Regions from separate parts of the Sus scrofa genome. Here all the other regions are linked to region 1. The links are chromatin contacts, called in public Hi-C maps. All regions are on one chromosome and are shown on one strand. The core of a region is the stretch at or near the end of the contact, and the rest is flanking DNA. Distances in the headings are between cores, read along the strand shown. Region 1 holds the start of TNFSF10 (tumor necrosis factor (ligand) superfamily, member 10). Region 2 holds the start of NCEH1 (neutral cholesterol ester hydrolase 1). Region 3 holds the start of ECT2 (protein ECT2).

What was found. A called contact is a pair of places that touch in the nucleus more often than the background predicts.
Region 2: a contact with region 1 is called in a Hi-C map of mesenteric adipose tissue, with 1.8 times the contacts expected there. The contact joins the promoter of NCEH1 here to the promoter of TNFSF10 in region 1. A contact is called at or near these places in 2 of 47 Hi-C or Micro-C datasets (heart right ventricle and mesenteric adipose tissue) and 1 of 2 datasets of contacts at active chromatin or transcription factors (alveolar macrophages).
Region 3: a contact with region 1 is called in a Hi-C map of alveolar macrophages, with 1.9 times the contacts expected there. The contact joins the promoter of ECT2 here to the promoter of TNFSF10 in region 1. A contact is called at or near these places in 2 of 47 Hi-C or Micro-C datasets (alveolar macrophages and subcutaneous adipose tissue).

Annotation. Positions count from the first base shown.
Region 1 is chr13:111,035,442-111,039,977 of Sscrofa11.1, forward strand. It overlaps TNFSF10 (tumor necrosis factor (ligand) superfamily, member 10), which reads right to left and starts at 2,811. Exons shown (of 5, transcript NM_001024696.1): 1 at 2,657-2,811. The coding sequence starts at 2,788.
Region 2 is chr13:111,205,153-111,209,895 of Sscrofa11.1, forward strand. NCEH1 (neutral cholesterol ester hydrolase 1) reads right to left here and starts at 2,133. Exons shown (of 5, transcript NM_001243484.1): 1 at 1,874-2,133. The coding sequence starts at 2,011.
Region 3 is chr13:111,246,283-111,251,192 of Sscrofa11.1, forward strand. It overlaps ECT2 (protein ECT2), which reads left to right and starts at 1,933. Exons shown (of 26, transcript XM_021069804.1): 1 at 1,933-2,082.

The DNA of each region.
Region 1 (4,536 bases), core at 1,561-4,060:
CAGGTCTCTCAAGTGCAAAAGTGACAAACCTGAGTTAATTAATTCCTTCACCACACTCTGGCATAGAACATTCATTTACTTTCAAGTCAATGTTTATTTTCCACCTTTTTAAGATTACAAGAGTAAAACATTCTCCTAGTAGATAGAGTAGGGGTGATAGCGGGGGCCACCTGACACCATTTTTTTGTCTCTACCCACCCCCAAGACATTAATTTTCATCTGTGATTTATGCAGGAGCTGAAAAGCATTTCTAAGGAAGAAACTTAACTTAGAAATAAAAGCGTGTCTAAAAAACTGGGGGGGAGTCAGAGAAGAAGAGCTCAATTTAGCTTCAAGGCCTGGGGGCAGTTCCAGGAAGAACAGCTTTATTACCATTGCCCTGCCCAGTCAGGATTCTGTGTGCCATTTGGCCAGGCGTCAATTTGCTGAAGCTGAATAAACAGACCTACACGGTTTTCTAGCTTTTTGAAACAAAACACTGTGCATGATGCAGAAAGGAGGGAGCAACTTTCCTTCTTCACAGCGGCTGGCAACTGTCTCAACCTGAGAGGGGCAAGGACCTGGGAGACCAGGCCAGGGGCAGAACAAGGCAGACTTGACAGGTGCTGCGATCTGGTGGTCAGGGTAGCTGGCAGCCCTTGGAAAGTGGGGTGTGAGAAGGTGGAAAAGAGCAGGGGCCAGCCCAGGTGGTCTCTGGATACCCTCTGGGGATTTTCAGAAACACTTTTAGGAGGTGGGAGGGAGAACTTTGAAAACTGAGTAAGGTCCTAAGTATACATGGGAGGGGGTCTAAAAAGCTAGTGAGACTCCACTATTACCCTAGATTTACAATGAAGCCTAGACATATTGAGGTTATACAGGCAGCCTGGAAAATATAGAAAATTATAGAATACTTTTCTAAAGGTAAAACAACTTCCCCCTCTCCACACACACAAATCCACCCTATTTCCACCCCTAACTAACCTTTGGACAATCTCTCTTGTTTACAAGGTTGAGATCAGATGGTGTGGGGTCAATTTTTTTTGTACATGCTTGTTTTCTCTTAAAACTATATAACAATGTCTTAATTTGTTCTTTAGAGCTGTATGAAAATCATATGGATAGCAATTTTTACAGTGTTTGCTGCAGAAAATTTGTAAAATATAGAAAAATAAAAAGGAAAAAAGGCACCCATAATCCTACCTTCTAGAGATCATGGGTTCCTCCTAGATATTTTTCCACTTATATATTGATTTCTGAACAGTACAGAGCCCCAGCCACTCTGCACCCCATTTCCACATGTTTCATATTTGACGGTTTCCTCTCCAGATCTTAGCCAACATGGGTGACTGACACACAGGTGAGGGGCACTATGGTTATTCCAAGAATGACTAATGATGGTTAATATGCTGTGTCTCTCTCCCACTTTCCTTTCCACATCCTTTCACACTTTGAAGTAGAATTTCCTCCAGCACATCTCAGGCTGGGGCTGTTCTCTTGCTAACCACATCTGGCCGTTGAGGGCGGGTGCTATTTTTACTTGCATACCTCTAGAAGCAGAGACAGCTATTGCACTGCTCTTCTGTTCTAGAGGCCCTTAGTTCTGAGAAGCGGATTCCACTCAACTGCCCTTGGCGCCATCACAGACACTGTGGTTGTCTACGCTAGGACCAGCCAGTTCTTGGCAGGGCTTGAGCTCAGTGAAGGACCCCTTTGCTGGCTGGCTCAGAGACTTCAAGGTGTGCAGCATTGACCCTTTTTGCTGCCCAGACATTAGTTAATGGCAATCATTTTCTGCAAATCGTGAGTAGCATAGAGGATCATTTGTGGAAATTGGTGCTATATTCAGTAACTTGCTGTCATGGGGAGAGCATCAACTATCTGTCAGAAGACCTGAGTCTAGCTTGCTTCCTTCCCAAGTTCTGCCTGAGCTTGCCTAAATCATTTCTCTAGCAGTTCCTAGTCTCATCTATAAAATGGAGTTGTCCAAAGTTCCTTTTAGCTCAAAGTTCCCCACAACATACAATTTGTTAAGATATACACAAAATGCCAAAAACTGAGTTGGCTGAGTCAGTAATTTTGTATTCAAAATCCACTGGAATTAACCACATCTGAAACACGGCCATTAAATATAAGTGATTTATAACTCTACCCTACTCCCTATGTACTTGCAGGATCCCCAAGTTTGTGAAGGTGGGTTATTCATTCAACAAGTGTTTAATGAACACCTGCTATACGGGATCTATGTGCTAGTGCCTAGAAGTATCACAGTAAGCAAAAGCAGACACTGCCCTGTTGTGACACAGCTCCCCTCACCCAAGAATTTGCATCAACTGTAAAGCATTAAGCAGAAAGCACTCAATGAGTGGTAGCAGTTGCTAATATTATAACATACACATACAGGTACTGTTGAAGACAAAAAAGCTACCCAGGAGGTTAGTTGCCAACATCTGCTAGTAACTGGTGGAGCCGTCTGTAACTGCCTTCCGTCCACACAATCACTTCAACTCATGTTTGCAAAGTCCTCAGAAATGATATGCATTAGCAGTTAGAGTCCCTGGCAGAGAAAGGAAGCATTCTCTTCCCTTGTAAAATCTTCACAGAGCAGCCAACAGAGAGGCAGTAATCCAGAGGGTGGCTGAGAGCCTCTGTCAGGGAACGTGTACATGGTACCGACCTGTTTCAGTTCATTGGTGAAGTACACGTAAGTCAAGGCCACACAGAGGGCTTGCAGGAGCACTGTGAAGATCAGGATCAACACACAGGTCTGCCCGGGGCTGGGGCCTCCTGGAGTCTGCATCACCGCCATGGTCCAGGCAGGGTCTGACTGCTGCAGAGGCAGGCAGGCAGCAGGTTTGGTTAGAGCGACTTGAAGTGGGTGGAGTTTGGAGTCCTTTCGTATTTGTTTACTGGTAAAGAAGAAAACGAAACTGAAAGTTATGAAGACTCTTTGCTGTACAGCAGATATTAGCACAACACTGTAAATCAACTACTATAAAACATTTAAAAAAGAGAAGGTTACGAAGATAAACAGGGAGAACACATGCATGAGGATGAAATCGAGACTGGAAACATTCAACTGCGAGCCCAGGAACTCCAAACCACTACAAGCTGGTTCCAAAGCACAAAGTGGCAAAGGAATGCCACTACAGATTTCAGGGGTGCATGGCCCTTCTGACTCCTTGGTTTTGGACATGTGGGCTTCAGAACTATAAGACCACACATTTCTGTTTGTGCTACTTCTTTGTGGCAGCTCTAGGAAATGCCTATAGCTCCCCCCGGATTAAAAGAGTAAAAAAAGACATTAAAAGAGTAAAAAAAGACTAAGTGTTACAATCACAACTACAACCCATGACTCAATCAAAACAAGATTTTGGCCTTTCTTTGTAGTGATCACTGTCAATAAAGTCACCAGTTCATCTGAATTGAGTCCACGAGTCCATGTTTCTACAAACTAGCCCATTCATTCACTATCTAGGCTAGAGGGCTATCTAGGTCACAAGATTTTATAAGTGTGTATCTTTCCATCATTTTCTACCTACACAAAGAGTCTTCTATTCCTCTATTTTTTTTTTTTTTACATATTATTCTTTTGGCTGTACACACAGCATATGGAAGTTCCAGGGCTAGGGATCAAATCCCAGCCACAGCTGCAACCTACACTGCAGCTGTGCCAGTGCAAGATTCTTAAACCAATGTGCCATGGTGGGAATTCCTGCATCTTACTTATTTTGACTAGATAGTTGTTGGGCTGCAAGCCTTGCAGCTGCCTGTCCTTAAGACCAAATGAAGAGACCAGAGACAGTGACAGAAACATCATGGTTTATTGGACAAGGGACGCTCACACGTCTGAAGGTCCTGGATTGACATCCCACTGTGTATAACCTATAGAAGGCAGGACATGGCAGCAGACTTTGCTACTTGGGGCAGAAGAGGGCTACCATTTATAGGGGGAATTGACATCAGTTTGGGTCATCAGTTACCAGGGAAACCAGGGACTGGGGCAGGGAGCAAGTAGGTAGGCAATATTAATTAAGCCTTATAATTAAGAGGATTGGATAGTAATATGAGTGAAGCAGGGCCTGGTCGAGCAGGTGGACAGAGAGCAAGAGAACAGCCATCTTGCATGGCCTGACCATATGCTCCCCTTACATACCCTGCATGGCCCTTGCAATCTTGGTCCACCCCTCTTCTGCAATATCCCTAGGGTCAGGTATGTAGTGGTGCACTGCAACCAAATACCACAAATGCAACACAGACAACAGCAGCTAAAGAGTATCAAGAATAAGCAAGGTATGTATTGAGTCGATTTTTCATGGAAGTACAAAGGAGGAGGACAAGAGCACCTCACGGCTGACCCAGCAGTCAAACTCATTTCTCAGTGAGGTCACTGTTGTTGTCTAGTCCAGACTCCTTCCCCTCAGACTAGGGAAAAAAATGTTTAACAGGCAAAATTCAGGGAAGGTCATAACCATTAAACAAAACACAAGCAGTAACAGCACCCCTGCCTGTGGTTTTTGTCCTGGCCTGCTGGACCAACCCACCTGTCCACCCTCA
Region 2 (4,743 bases), core at 883-3,382, 170 kb after region 1:
GAATAATCTTTGTGGCCACATGGTAGTTTGATTCTTTTTCTTTTTCTTTTTTTTCTTATTCTTATTAGTCATTATTCTTTTTATTGTAGAAGGCCAAAGACTCCCAGATAGATATAACTGTACCCCAGAATCTTTAAAGGGTGTTACTGACCAGTTACATAATTTCTGGAAGAAGAGAGTAATTGTAGGGCTTCCTGCATGAAGATCGCTTTCCTTGGAATCACTGCCAGAGAAGAGGATGGTCATTCCTCCACCATGTTAACATCATAGTAAGAAGGAGGAAAGGAAGAGGCTCTAGAGCCTCATAGACCCTTCCTAAGAGACAAGAGGGGACTTGGAAGTGGAAAATGTGGCTGGATTCAAGAAAAGCAAAGTCCTCCTAGGAATGTGCTATGATATCCTAGTTAAGGGGCTCTTTGATTGGTCAAGGCCTCAGAGACTATATAATCCTACAATTAGAATAATTGTGGAAAAAGAAAATTAACCCTCTAAGAAAATCATGTTTTTTTTTTCTCCTTCTCTAGTTGTCATTCTTTTCTTTTCCTTTTTTTTTTTTTTTTGGCTTTTTACCTTTTCTAGGGCCGAACCCGCAGCATATGGAGGTTCCCAGGATAGGGGTCCAATCAGAGCTGTAGCTGCCGGCCTACGCCACAGCCACAGCAAAGCAGGATTTGAGCTGCATCTGTGACCTACACCACAGCTCATGGCAACGCCAGATCCTTAATCCACTGAGCAAGGCCAGGGATCAACCCACAACCTCATGGTTCCTAATCAGATTCATTAACCACTGAGCCACAAAGAGAACTCCTCTAGTTGTCATTCTTGAAAGGAGTTTACAAAAATAATCTAAGACCAAAGCCCAAGGTTGGGGGAAGGGAGGAGACTTGGTTTTGGAGGAGGGTTAAAAGTTTAGATAGAGTAGGCTGCTCAGAAATACTGTTCAATTATAGGGCTAAGCCTTGACTACAGATTGTAGTTTAGAGTTTGGATTTCTGGCACTAACAATGTCTCTGACATAGAATAAACCAGAAAGTTACATTTTCCTGTCTATGGAGTTAAAGAAATACACACCCATGATATAGTAGAGAGAAATGTGATCATGCCAGGGTAAGCCAAGGTATCCTGGCTCAGGCAAAGGTTATTTCCTCTACAGTCAAGGACATAAACTAAACGTTTCAGGGTAGGCAGAAAACAAATGCATTATGCAAACACCTGCTGCTACCACCTCCACAAATCTGGCCTCCAGCCAGCCAGCCAGGCCTCTTAGCCTCCTTTCCTGGGCTGGGCTTATGAGTGCCACGCATGAAATGCTAGATCTGTGTTGTTCCCCAAGTGTTTGGAGGAGCCTTGCCTGCTGCCCCTGGTAATGGAGGGCTCCATTGCCAGGATGCTGGGAGATCGCCCTTGCCCAAGTCGGCTTTTAAGGTGGCCGCATTCCCAGTAACCAGTGACTGTTTTTCCCAGAACCTTCCTAATAAAACACTTAACTCACTGTCCGCCGCCCCCTACGGGTGAACAGAAATGGGGAAGGGGTGGTTTATAAAATGCTGTAAAACTGGTTTTTGGCGCTGCAAACCCAGAAAGAATGGAGACATTTAGAAAAGACGAAGTATTAAACAGGAGTCAAATTCTATTCCAGAACTTCACCTTGTCCGTTCCCAACACAGACGAAGAGACACAGATCCAGCCCGCTGCTAGCAAGGAGGGGAATGCGACACCCTGAAAATGCCGGCCTGAACCACCTTAAAAAGCAACTGCCTCATCGCGTTAGAAAAATACAAATTCTCGTGGGACAAAGTCTGGAAATTCTGTTTCCCCCTTTAAATACTGCTTAAGAGGAGGGAGAGAGAATCAGCGATGTGCTGCGTCTCACCACTTGCTGTGCGCTCCGGAAAGCGGCGTCCAGCAGCCTCAGCTTCCAGGGATCGGACACGGAGCTAGGCAGGGGGATATAGACGTAATAGGCGGCCAGCGCCACCAGGGCGGTAAGCAGGACACAAGACGACTTCATCCTCTACCGGCTTGGCTATCCCGCCCGGCTGACAAGGAGAAAAGGGCAATCCACCCAAGGGCCTGAGGCAAGTTTTTCTAAAGGCCTGCAGCTCATTCACTGGTTTCTTATTTGCCCAGAAGCCTATCAGAGGCGGCGTCGGGAGGAAGTCAGAGAGCTGACGCGCCCCCTCTACGCAAAGAGGTGTCCTTGCAAAGTATTGTAGAGGATGCAGGTTTGAGAAAGCTCTGGGGCTGTGCTGGGTGTAGCACAGCGGACTCTGGAGGACATAGGCCGGTACTGCACGCCTGTGACCAAGGATTTCTTCCTGAAGATTCCCAAAGGGAAACATGCCCAGAATAGTTTCGGTGTGATGAGTTTATGTCTGTCCAAAGCACGCAGGCCATTCTGACTCAAAATGGAGTCTGATATGAGAAAGATAATAAAAATTCACTGTCTTCTACAAACATTTTCAAGGGAATGTAAACTCTAGCTGATTTGTGGGGGAAAATAATATAATAAATTTGTATAGCTCAAGCTATAAGCCACTTGTACAACTAGCACCCAAATCCTGGTTTCCAGATCTTATTCTCTAATAGAAGGAATCACGACTCTTGGCCAGAGAAAAGGCTGATTACAGGGCTGGGACAGGGAAAGTATAGGATGAATATGTTGTTCTGGAAGAGAAGGTGCTAAAAAAAGATGGGAACTAGTCAAATGGACACTTGCGGCATCTTGAAGGATCTCCCAATGGCTAAAGCTGGGGCAATTTTTATCATCAAAATAAATAATAATAGATTATAATAAGTGAATACAATAAATATTCAGGAGTCTACACTAATATAAATAAATGGGGAAATAACATGTGAAAAAATTCTTTCAGTGGGTCCATGGAAGCAAAAAAGAATTTGAATCCAGATTTCCTATTAAAGATAGGGGAGAAGGGTGGATATAGAATGTGAGAGAACTTCATGAGCAGAATTACAAGTAAGGATCCAGAAGGAAAAAACTGGAGAACAGTTTTAAGGAGGTGGTTAGAGAATAACTCCAAACTTACTGATCAAGGCCTTAAAACACTTGGTACCTATAATTTTGCACTGTGATATAGTAATTTAAATTTAAATTCAAATCAGTGAAATAATTTGGGACTGAAGAAATTATTGGGAGAAAGTTGGTTTACCATTCAAAGTTTGGAAGAAAACATTAATTTTATTTTATTTATTTATTTATTGTCTTTCTTCCATTTCTTGGGCCGCTCCTGCGGCACATGGAGGTTCCCAGGCTAGGGGTCGAATCGGAGCTGTAGCCACCGGCCTACACCAGAGCCACAGCAACATGCGATCTGAGTCACGTCTGCAACCTACACCACAGCTCACAGCAATGCCAGATCCCTAACCCACTGAGCAAGGGCAGGGATCGACCCCGCAACCTCATGGTTCCCAGTCAGATTTGTTAACCACTGAGCCACGATGGGAACTCCAGAAAACATTAATTTTATTTTGTCTTTTGAGGCCACACCATAGCATATGGAAGTTCCCAGATTAGGAGTCAAATCGGAGCTGTACCCTCTGGCTTACACCACAGCCACAGCAACACCGCCTCTGTGACCTACATCACAGCTCACGGCAACTCTGGATCCTTAATCCTCAAGGCCAGGGATAGAATCTATTATCCTCATGGATCCTAGTCAGTTTTGTTTTCGCTGAGCCACGATAGGAACTCCCAGGAAGAAAACATTTACATGAAGGGTATACTTCAATGATGTTTCAAGCATTCAATTTGAGATCATAATTTTATATCTCTTTTTTTTTATAACTAGCTAAGCATATAACTCTAAAGAGAAAGAGACGTATATGTTTGTGAGTGAATGTATGTGGTTAGAATTGGAAGCTAACCTCTACAGGTGACTATAGACAATCTCAGAGCTATCAACCAAGCTGACACCTGGATTGATTAATACAATTTGCTTTCAGGTAATCTGTAAAATAATTCAAGGTTTTACTTTGTAGACTTTAATATTTTTATCCTGAATTTTTATTGTATTCATAAAATCATTGATCTTAAAGCTGATGGCAAAACAAACAACAAAAAAACCCCCAACACCTGACCTATCCTTATATCTTTAGCCAGTAATAACAAGCTCAGTTTACAGATGAGCCCTTTGAGGCCCAGAGCAGCTTGTTCATGGTCTTCTAGTTTGTAAGTGATGGAACCAATATTTATCTCTGCCAGTAAGTGCCATGCAGCTTCCCTTAAGCAGTGCACAAAGACATAGAAACTAAGAAGAAGGAAAAAACACAAAGAAACCACTATAATTTTCAGTGCTTCTTCTGGAGATCTACAAGTCTTTTAAAAATGAAACCAGCTTGATTGGGTTCCCATCATGGCGCAGTGGTTAATGAATCTGACTGGGAACCATGAGGTTGCGGGTTAGATCCCTGGCCTTGCTCAGTGGGTTAAAGGATCCGGCATTGCCGTGAGCTGTGGTGTAGGTTGCAGACACGGCTCAGATCTCGCTTTGCTGTGGCTCTGGCGTAGGCCGGTGGCTACAGCTCTGATAGGACCCCTAGCCTGGGAACCTCCATATGCCGCAGGAGCGGCCCTAGAAAAAGCAAAAAGACAAAACAAAACAATTTGAGATAAATTTAAACACCTTTATCACTTGTTTCTAATACTTTACTAATTCAACAAACATACCTGGTCCACACTAAGAAACAAAGGAGTGGGGGCAAGGTAGAGAGATCTCAGCTCCT
Region 3 (4,910 bases), core at 683-3,182, 210 kb after region 1:
GGACTGTCCTGTCTCTAGCAGGAAAAGAATACAATGGAGGTCTTTGTTGGATCAAGCTTTGTCTGTTGGGGGTTGGGGGTCGGGTGGGATTTGGGGAAGGGTAGGGCAAGGGGAACAGAAACAGGTGCCATGGCTTCTGTGGTGAGGTGTAAGAAGGCAGTATAGAGAACCATCCATTACATCTGGAAATTAAAGGGCCTCAGCTGAGATAACAGTAATGGTACTAGCAGCATCCACAGTACCAGTAAAAGTAGTAGAATTACTAACAGCTAACATCTATTCAATGTTTCTTATATGCCAGAATATGTTTTAATTACATATATTAACTTTTTTATGTAAACTTTTATATAAACTTTTTTATATAAACTCAAACCAAGGCATAGGGAGGTTAAATAACTTGCTTGAGGTTACATGCCTAGAAAATGGAAAAGGATGTAACATAGTTAGGAAATGTTAGAAGACTGTATTACTTGTTTATTTGCTAGTCAAACTGCCATATAACCCTGAAAAGGAAATCAAGCACAGCTTTTGTTAAGCTAGTACACAATTTGCATGGTGATATCTTATGGGCAATTATTAGATTTGGGCGCAAACCCTAAAAGGGATCAATGCACAGGTTGCTTTCTTCACTAGCTTAATACATTTTCAGTGATGAGGCTTTTTGGAATGCTGGGGCACACCCTAGTTGAAGTATGCAAGCACATTCCAAAGTGAAATTTCAATTACTGGTTTTCTTTTCTTTTGCCCTAACAGTTATCATGACATTAAATGAGGGGCAGACTGTAAGTATTCTTCAATTATAAAGGGAAACAAATAATTACCAGACTGTTTCTTTCATTTTGTGGAATGTGTTATAAACTTCTTAGGCTTTCTAAGTGACCTGACAAAATTAGGAAAAATTCTAAATCCTGACGACCCTTTCAGTTGTGCAGAAGTGTTACATTCCAAAATACACGTTTTCCTCCTCTTATGAAAATTTAAGCTTCCAGCAATAGATTGTCCTTTCTTCCTTTATTTAAACCAAGGATTAGGTAGGGACTATGCAAAACTGATCTTTGGGAAGCAAATTTTTAAGAGGTTGTATTACAGGGCATTATATTTAGAAATGAAGAAAATAAAATATTTTCATTATAGCAATAGTAATTACTGGAAAAACAAATTCTTGGCTAGACCTCAGAGGAAAGGAGCAAATCTCAGGGTGTGTGTGTAGGGGGAGGGGGGCAACTGGAAGCAATTTACTTTAACTCCAGGAGATTCTAGAATCTCGTAATATATTTTTACAACTGTTCAAGTGCAAGAAGGGAGAGAGGGAGGGAGGAAGGGAGAGAGGGAGGGAGGAAGTCCTGGAAACACTAAGAATTTATTTTTCTAATCACCGGTGAAATTCCTTAATCCAGACACACTTGCTTTGCATAAATCAGGATTTAAATAAGCGGCTGCTGATTTGAAGTCCACCTGGAGTGCCGGCGAGTTCCCTTGTCCTCAGCCCTGCCAGGCCAACACAGTAACCAAACCCCAAACTCCACAACCAAACTAAAAATTTAAAGCAAAAAGTTTACAAGCAGAAAACTCTTAAAGAGCTCACAAGAAGCAATGGGGGAAAATTCATCTATCAAGGCACTGATTAAGTTTAAAGGATTTGGTGAAAAAGTTTTTTTTGAGGAACTTAAACCTTCCTTACGAAATAGGATGTTTACTGAAAAAACAAGCGGTAGCCATAGACACACCTGCTACTCCCACAGAAGCCCAGTAGCCACTACCGCCATCTTCTGGTCACATCCGGGCACTTCTTTACCCATTCCCGACGTTCCGACGTCGGAGCCGTTGGGTTTATTTGAAACACACGCACAACCAATCAGTCGGCGCTTGCGGGGAGGTGGGCGGAGAACAGCGGCCAATCACCTCCCCCTAGAGGCTCCAGCCTATGGGAGGGAGGTTGACATCACGCGCCAATCGGCATGGCTTTTGGAGAGAGCGGTTTGCTTTTTTGAATTGGCAGTGGCCGCCGGCGAGGAATGGCGGTAACGGTGAGAAGGCTTGGTGTTTGAAGTGGTGGAACTTTCAGGGCGTCTTTAGAGCGTGGTGAGGGCTCTGTAGGTGTGGGAGGCGGAGGTGGGAATGGGTTGGCGATCCCGGAGCAGCGGGCCGCTCAGTTCGTGTCCCAGGGCCCCGCCCCGGTGACCGCGAATTCCGGAGCTCCCAGCCCAGGTTTCTCGGCTTTGGGAAACTTTCGGCCGGGTTGCCAACAGCGGGGGCCGGGAGGAGGAGTGGGAGCCCGAAGTCCACCTGGCTGCTAAGCTTCACCGGTCACCGAATTGGATGCTTTCTGTTAAAGAGGTTCTAGGCGAAGGGGGCAGCTGTTGGGAGGAGGGTCTTGGAGAGCCGCACTGGCCGCTGTGGTTCTAGGGGCCGGCAGCTGCGGCCTTTGGGAGCTTATCTCAGATTACTTAGTGGTTTCCCTTTTGGATTCTTCTCCGGCGTCTTCTCTGTGGGAAGTTTAGTTTCTAGTATTTCTGTAAAACGCCCGCCCATTTGGCGCCCCACGCTGGGTACAGATAAGTATGGTTTAGTGGTTCAAAAAGTGCAGCCTCGGGACTCAGCCGGGATTTGAATCCTTGTTTTGCTACTAACAGTTTGACCTGGGGGGTGTTGGTCTCTCTGCTTTAGGTTTCTTGATCTAAAAAATGGATATGGTAATAGAACCTGCCTCTTAGAATTGTCGCAAAGATTAAACGCAAGTTAGATGTTTAAGGACACTGTCTTAAGATTTAGAACAATGCCGCATATTAAGTTACTTGTTAATCAAGTGTCATATATGTTAGCAATCACGTTATTGTCAGTAACACCACCAATAAAACCAGTAGGGCATTTAGCTCCTCCACCCTGACAGATGATTGCCTAAAAAAAAAAAGTAAAAGAAAACAAAGTGAATATTTAAATGACAGCTTTTATCTTCGTGATGAAAAGAGGCATGTGTTGTAGTATGTATTTATCAGAAGCTCCTTGAGTATGTGCTCAGTTGAGAAATAATCTGTATGAGTTTATAAACACTAATTCTTTTGTGTTTATTTAAAAACTTACAGAATACATGAATGTGAAAATGCCATTAGTGTATTTCAGTCTGTAATCAGACTGTTGGTTGTTGTGTCATCAGTTTACTATACAGCTCTTTCTAAATTTTAAAGCTGTTTTGGCAATAAATTGGTCATGTACAGTTATCATCACAGACAATTTCAAATTTTTTTTTTTCTCTTTATGGCCACTCCTGTGGCATATGGAGCTTCCCAGGCTAGGGGTGGAATCAGAGTTGTAGTTGCTGGCCTACACCATAGCCATAGCAACACAGGATCCCAGTAGGTCTGTGACCTACACCGGCAGCGCTGGATCCTTAACCAACAGAGCAAGGCCAGTAATGGACCCTGTGTCCTCGTGGATACTAGTCAGATTTGTTTCCGCTGAGCCAGGACGGGCTCAACAATTTTAATTTATAACCGCCCACCTGTTAAACAGAGAAGCATAGGTGAAAAATATAAACTCAGGGTGTTTTTGATTTATTAAGGTCTCCCTCCTCCATTCCTTAAAGCAGGCTAATTCTTTTCTTTCTTTCTTTCTTTTTTTTTTTTTTCTTTTTAGGGCTGTGCTTGCTGCATACAGCATATGGAAGTTCTCTGGCTAAGGATAGAAACCTGCTGGCCTACTCCACAGCCATAGCAATGCCAGATCCAAGCCTTGTCTGTGATCTACGCCACAGCTCAAGGTAGTGCTGGATCCTTTAACCCACTGAGCGAGGCCAGGGATGGATGCTAGTTGGGTTCGTTACCACTGAGCCACAGGGGAACTCCGGCTAGTTCATTTCATTTTCTTTTTAACATTCTTTTGGGGGAATTTTAAATGAAAGCCTATTTAAAGCCTTTCTTTTTCATTGGAAACATTTAAGTGTAAGAGAGTTAACAAAAAAAATAAGGGCTGTAAAGAATTTATCATTGATTCTAAGTAAAGACTCTTGTTAACAACTATTGGTGCACTCCTTTGGAGAGCCTTAGAGTAATGATAGACATGGATGTACAGTAAGACAATAAATGATGTCCACACTTACAATAGTATATGAGAATGATAATTGTCACTCATTTAAAAACATCTAGGGAGTTCCTCTTGTGACTCAGTGGTAACGAACCCGACTAGTATCTATGAGAATGCGGGTTCCATCCCTGGCCTCGCTTAGTGGGTTAAAGATCTGCCTTTGCTGTTAGCTGTGGTGTAGGTCACAGATGGAGCTTGGATATGGCATTGCTGTGGCATAGGCCAGTAGCTGCAGCTCCTATTCAACCCCTAGCCTGCTAACTAACTATGTTGCAGGTGTGGCCCTAACAATAAAAATAAAATAAAATGAAAACATCATCTCTTCAGTGTTTATCAGATTTGTATTTGAGTTATTCTGTTATCTCTCTTACTGAATGTAGCAACTAAGGCTCTGAGGCTTAACCTACTAATTGCAGAGTTGAGACAGGTAGCTGAGTTTCTTGACTTTGAAGTGTGTACCCAATTAGGCTTAGGTCTATTATTAGTGTGTACGTCTTCACACTATTTGGTATCACCATACAGGAATGAGGCTAAGATACCTTAAACTATTAGTTTGATAAAAATCGGGTGAAAGTTATTTGTATATTTTATTAATCTAAAAAGGTAGGAAAATGTAAATTAGATCAGGCATGTACCTCTAGGTAAGATGGGTCCTCCTCAAATATTTGCCTGATATTCTGGAACTTTACTTCAAGATAATAAAAACACATAAAAACACCTGTTTGAATAGATGAAAAAAAGATTTTCTTTCATAGTGCAGAGTCATATTGACACTTGTCATTTGTCTCATGAAATCTTTTAGAGGAGAAACATTTGTTAAGTAATATGAA